Regions from separate parts of the Gossypium hirsutum genome. Here region 1 is linked to region 2. The links are chromatin contacts, called in public Hi-C maps. All regions are on one chromosome and are shown on one strand. The core of a region is the stretch at or near the end of the contact, and the rest is flanking DNA. Distances in the headings are between cores, read along the strand shown. Region 1 holds the start of LOC107905307. Region 2 holds the start of LOC107905324 (ACT domain-containing protein ACR10).

What was found. A called contact is a pair of places that touch in the nucleus more often than the background predicts.
Region 1: a contact with region 2 is called in a Hi-C map of leaf, with 1.9 times the contacts expected there. The contact joins the promoter of LOC107905307 here to the promoter of LOC107905324 in region 2. A contact is called at or near these places in 3 of 34 Hi-C or Micro-C datasets (callus and leaf).

Annotation. Positions count from the first base shown.
Region 1 is chrD01:63,435,673-63,439,001 of Gossypium_hirsutum_v2.1, forward strand. It overlaps LOC107905307, which reads right to left and starts at 1,377. Exons shown (of 4, transcript XR_001686493.2): 1 at 688-1,377. It overlaps LOC107905306 (TSL-kinase interacting protein 1), which reads left to right and starts at 471. Exons shown (of 15, transcript XM_041087665.1): 1 at 471-1,188.
Region 2 is chrD01:63,284,065-63,287,279 of Gossypium_hirsutum_v2.1, forward strand. It overlaps LOC107905324 (ACT domain-containing protein ACR10), which reads right to left and starts at 1,757. Exons shown (of 6, transcript XM_016831956.2): 1 at 1,471-1,757; 2 at 1,135-1,356; 3 at 430-535; 4 at 1-219. The coding sequence starts at 1,624.

The DNA of each region.
Region 1 (3,329 bases), core at 127-2,626, 150 kb after region 2:
AGAAATATACACATATATATATATTATAATTTTTTTTAAAATATTCGATTTTTAATTTACCTTCTAAAAAGTTTATATTCATTCTCACACTATAATTAACTAATGTTTTATTTGAATTAATAATTGTGAAATAGAAAAATATATATTATTTTGTTTGAATAGTTAAAATTAGTAAAAAGAAAAAAATAATATGAATTTAATAATTTTTATAAGAAAAGAAAATAAGATCTTAATTTCTTTTATTTTGTATTAACTCAATTCAATTATAGATATATGTGTTAAATATCTTAAAAATTATGTATTTTAAAATATTCGACTATTATTTATATTTAAATAAAATCTAAAACTCCAAAGCATTTTTTTTTGTTTAGTTTGTTGAGATAACTTTTGTAGTGTTAATTATCATTTTTAATTCGATTAGGATTACACTATATGCTTAACAGGTGGTAACCATAGACTGCGCTCAACTTGGATAGAAAAGCAGAGTTATTACATCAAGTCAATAGGGAGGAAGTTTACGAATCTGATTCCAAAAACCTATCTCATAAATATAATTTGAAACAAATCTATATCACAATTACACCCTCTTCTTGTTGTTGAGTGTTTATAAAAATTATAGTCCATAATTGAAAGATTCTTGAAATTATTAAGCAAAAATGGAAAAAAGAAAGAAAGAGAGAAATGAACCGGGAGAGTTTGAACGTGACCCAACATGGCCTCTCCACATTAGAAATTGAAACGCTCTTAATGCAATAATCCAACAGCCAAGGAAACATTTTCTTGCCAAATATCAAAAGAACAATTAAACTCCAAGATTCCTTGCAGAGCAGTGGAGAATAATCTTTTCGTGGGTTCTTTTAACCCAATATTTATAATGACAACAATCTTGCAGATTGATACTAAAGTTCGGTTAAACTTGGAGATAATTTTTTTTGGGAACAGAGGGCAAGGGCGAACTGGTTGAGATTGGGGGATAAGAATACGGCTTTCTTTCAAAACTTTGCTTCCCAAAGGAGAAGAACGAATAGAATAAGTGGGCTGCAAGGAGGGGATGGGCGGTTTGTGAGGGGGGAGACCGAGATGGAAAGCTTTGCGAGAAATTATTTTGAATCGATGGCGGACTGAGCGGTGGCGAAGTTGCTTTTGAATCGGTAGAGGAAAGCAGAAATGGTGAACACTCGAGAGGAGGTTTGTGACCAAGCTGGTTTATTTAATTTTGTTGTTTTTCTATTATCTTAGATATTTTGTTGCTATTGCCTTCCTGGACTTGGGCCGCTGAGATGGGTAAGGCTTGTTATTTTTGTTTTTCATAATAAAATCCAGTCCAATTTTATCCCTAAAAAACAGAATACCAACCCATAGAAGAGATGGACAAATCCGTGATTTTCATTTTCTTTCCCTTTTGCTTTCATTTAATAAAAACAAAGTATCTTTTTCTTTCATTTTCACATTTTAAAAAATAAGGTATAAATATACTTTCAATATATATATTTATCTCATATTTAGTATTTAATTCTTTACTTTTAATTTTAAAAGTTTAATCGCTTTATTCATTTAATTTTAATAATTAAACTTCAATTAATAATATTATAAAATAAAATTAACTTGAATTATGTGACATTTTAAAATTTAAAAAAAATTATTCAAAAATAAAAATAAAAACATTTGACATTTTTAATGATTGATTTAAGTTTTCACGCATATCACATTTCACATTTCTTTATTTTAAAATTTCATACATTCCAATCTAACTAAATTCCTTTGACATCAAAGGTGGATTAAATTTTAAATTTTCAAATAAGATAGGGACTGAAAGCAAATTAGACCGAAAATAAATAATCCAATTTTCTTCATGTCTCCTACGTTTGCGATATACGGTGATTAAGATTTTCAATTAAAAAAAATTCCACTCCTTTATTAACAGATTTTATATTATCTAAATAACAATTTTTATTTTATTTTATTTTGACCTTTTTCATTATTCAATATATATTGTTTAAAGTTACCAAGTTAAAATTTGCTTTTTTATTTTATAAATCCAATACTCCAATTTATTAAATTACTTTACTTATCATTCAAATTACCAAAACCCTTTTTTTTTCAATTTTCTTCAAAGTAAAAATTAAAAAAAGAAAAGAAAAATTCATTATAATTTTTTATTTTTTTCATATCTTCCTAACAGTAGACGTCCGTCGGAAGATTCTTCTTCCGGTCTCAATAGCTTTGATTCTTTGTTCAAATCAAAGCTCCTTCGATTCCTTCAATTTTGTTTATTTTATTTCAGGTATTTTTTTTTTCAACCTAACTTCAATTTCTTCTTAATTTTCTGTTTTTTTTTTTAATTTTTGGTATGTTATTAAGCTTTTGCCGATCAAGTTTTACTGTAGTTCGAAACCCTAGCTTTTGTATGGTTATCGAGAAAAATTAGATTATTGTATGATCTTATGTGTTTTTTTTTCTTTTCTGTTCAATTTATTTTGATACGGAAAAAAGGAATTCAATTTGGTCAAATAGTCGTACAGTTGACTTTACCTTTTTTGTTGTTGTTTGAGATCTCATTAACTTGAAACAAGTTGAGCTCGAGATTTGATGCTTTTAGCTTTCTGGCATTTCTTAGCAACTCGGAAGGGTTTTATTTTTTTGTTAATTTGTTCTTTTTTTTTTCTTCTTTTGTTTGAAATCTGTATATTTGTAAAGCTGTATTGCTTGCTTGTTTTCGTTGAATTTGAATATCGGCGGACGGATTCGGATATAGAGTTTGTTGGTTTTAGGGTTTGTTTCCGTAAGGAAATTCAAATGTTATCAGGATATGTAATGTACGGTTAAGAAGATTGTTTTGTTTGATATATCATTCTTAATTTTTTTTTCTTTTGATATGAAGATTGATTGTTTGATGAATTCAAATGCATTGTTTAGTTTCGTTGTTGTTGAATGCAGATTTATTGTTTTGCATTTGTTTGTTTGTTGAAGTGAAATTGAAAAAAAAGAAATAGATGAACTATTCAAGGTGAATAATCATTCGTTTTATAGATTAAACCAATTGACTATGATAGTCACATTGGGGAATACTAAGGGTGCTTAGCATTCACTTAATTACATGCTTGGGTTCTTTTTCTAACCATAGATACAAGGTTTTTATTATTATCTAAATTCCTAATAGGAAATATATTTAGGTTCTAAAATATGATTACTAGATTGTGCCTTTGCTCTTGTAGCATATGAAGTTGTTTTTACCATTCTCCAATATGAAATCATTGTTTAATGTCTCAATTGATGTAAAGATTTGCAGAATAATAGCAGATGGTAGTAAACCGATCTTGTGAAAACTG
Region 2 (3,215 bases), core at 507-3,006:
GCCGGACTGAAGGAGTTGTCCATTGTGACGGAAACGTTGTTAGAAGTACGTAATACAACATCATTGGTTATTGCGGATGAGAGAAATGGAGATGCTTGAGAACATGCGGTAACTTCGGGTCCAACTTTTTCTATATTGCAGCTAATTATAGCAGCCTGCATAACTTCTACCAACGCTTCATACGTCTCCTCCTGCCGCATTTTTGTATGTAATAGTTCCCTAGGAGAAAAACAATCAAATATATACAAGATGCATTAGCTTATCAAAGATAGTATCTTCGTAAAACCGATCTGAATCTGCAAAATACGAAGTTCAAGCATATACATGCATTCCTAATCCACATTTGAAGTCACTTAAAAGAAGCCTAACTGATTGAAGCAAATCGAACATAATACGTATATAAACCAAAAGGAACTTGTAATACAAAACCTTGTATCAGTGACAAAGAACAAGTTCATCACCGTCCCGACTGGAGTCGTCGATACCTTCAATTTCTTTATATTGAGTTCGAGTTTAGAAAAAACTGCTGTGACATCTGCCATGAAAAAGCACCTATAATTCATTCACTAAATATAGTTTAGACCCACATTTTCAATGCTCAAATTCTTCTATAATTGATGAAACTAACAAAGAGGAAAGTTAAAGGTTAAATTCTGATATCAGTCCCTGTACTTTTACTTTTAAACTTTTAAAATTTTAAAATTTCAGTCCTCAAAAAACAATAATTGTTAAATTCATTAAGTTTGGTTATTTCCAAAATTTGATGGGACAAACATATTATCATACGTCTCATGCCATGTTAGCTTGTTATTTTCATATAGTACTCACCAAAAACCCAGTTAATAGTCATTTGCAACAAAATTGAAATTTCAAAATTCGAAGATATAAAGAACTTGGAATTTCAAATCGGAGAAGATAAACTAATTCTACAACAGTTCGCCTAGCAAAAGACTAGTAATTGATTTTAACCAAACGAATTTAACTGCTAGGGTTTGAGTCAGACTAAAATACAGGGACTAAATCCACAAATTTCACAGAGTATAAAGACTAATGAATTTAACCAAAAATAAAAGATCTTAGCAATCCTAAAATTCAATATAATGAAAGAACCCCGAATCAAGAACAAAAGCTTACCATGTGAAAGGCCTTTTCTATCATAACAAAAAAGCTTGATAAGAAACACATCTGTAACCATTGAAGACTGTAATTCAGAACTGTAATATGAAATACCAAAAGCTGAAGAACAAGAAGGGCAAGTCCCAATTAATCTGTTCTTCAACAATTCCCATCTACAAGTATCCCATTTTATAATTGGCTTAGGAATCACCCAAAACACTATGTAACACCATTTCCCATCTGTAGATACATCTTCACAAAAAAAAAAAGACCATAAAAAAGTCAAAATATCAAATTCTCAATATCTTCACAAAATCAAAACTGAAATACAAAACTGGATTTTTAGTTTTTTACCTCCTCTAACAATGGTGAGACCAAAAAAGAGTAAGATACGGCATAAATCACAGCCTAAACCGGTTTTGTCAGGGCAGTTAATGGTGATGACACTGGGTTCTGCTTCATTCTTTGATTGATTTATGATCACTACGTCGTCGTGTAGGATACCCATACCTTTGCTCTTATTCTAAGCTTTCAGAAAAACAAAAAACCATTGAATGATTCTTGATTTTTATTCATTTGGGGGCTGGGAGTGCTTTGATTTGGCTGTTTTCGAAGGTCCCAGAGAATATAAACTGTAAAAGTACTTACATTTCGACTTTCTAATTAAAAAAATTAGTATATCTCATTTTGGGGAAAATGTAGTACTACGTAAAAATGGATGAAATTTTTAATAAAATAATTAATTTATTCTTTAATTTAATGTATAAGAACTAATCTATCTATTTTTTTAATAGAAAAGACGGATGCAATCTCCATAATACTTTAGTTCATATTACATTAGTCACAAAAATAAATTATTAAAAAAATTCATAAAAATAAAAAATTATAAAATTAGGGTCGCTTAATTGATTTTTAACTCAACTCGATCGATTCTTTCTCTTGTTTCGGATTGATGTATTGATCGATTTCCAATCTAAGTCCGATTTCAACATCATTGAAAATAAATATAATTATTTATAAGGACATAAGTTTTGCTAATTTTTTTATATGTATATAAGTTTTAATAAAATTACTATTTCTATTAGATAAAATTTGAAACAAAAATTTACTCATGCCATATTTGTGTAATAATATCTATTTTATTTCATATTTTAATCATTTTTATGGTAAAATTATCATGAGGACCTTTATACCAGGAGCAAGATTATATTTTATTCCATCTACTCAAAAAAATATCCAAATTAGTCCTTATAAGTTAATTTAAAGAGTAAATTGATCATTTCTATTAAAAATTTTATCTATTTATACAGTTAAAAACTAGCGCGGCTGACGGAATAACTAGACATTGATATGTGTCGCACTACATATATCTCATACTAACGTATAAAGACCAGTTTTTAATAATAAAAATAAATAAAATTTTTAACGGAATAATTATTTTACTTTTTAATTTAAAATATAAAAATTAATTTTTTAATAAAACAAATAAAATACAATTCAACTCTTATTATCGTGATTCCACGATACTTTTACCATTTTTTTATGGAATCTAATATCAACCGGAAATGAAGATATTTTGATTTTACCTGTTACTTTCACTCCATTGGGTCAGCATTTACGTTACCCGATCGTGACTCACCCGCACACGGGCTATTGGCCGCCATCACGTGTCGTATTTTCTGGATGGTCCCCATTGGTCACGTGACTTTCTAAGGCTTTAAAACCTAGGTTCCTGGAAAAAGTTACCTTTTGTCATTTGTCAACTATACGTCACCGTTTCGATTTTTTTTAATAATAATATTAAAATTAATACAAAATTTCTCATCCAATAAGATCTCACCACTTGTTAATGATCAATCCAGCAAAGCACACATGAAAACTACATTTTTTATTTTAAATATATATTTTTCATTATTTATTTATTTTAAAACTCGATATTTATAGATGTTAAAATCTTCGTAAAATTAATTTTCCATGAAATCCATGCTTAAAATTTATGAAAAGGTACATCATACTTGACCCCAACATTAACAGATGTCAAGATTAAAGCACTTTCATAAACATATGACAATCTAATTCTCATCATTTAGAACATATTG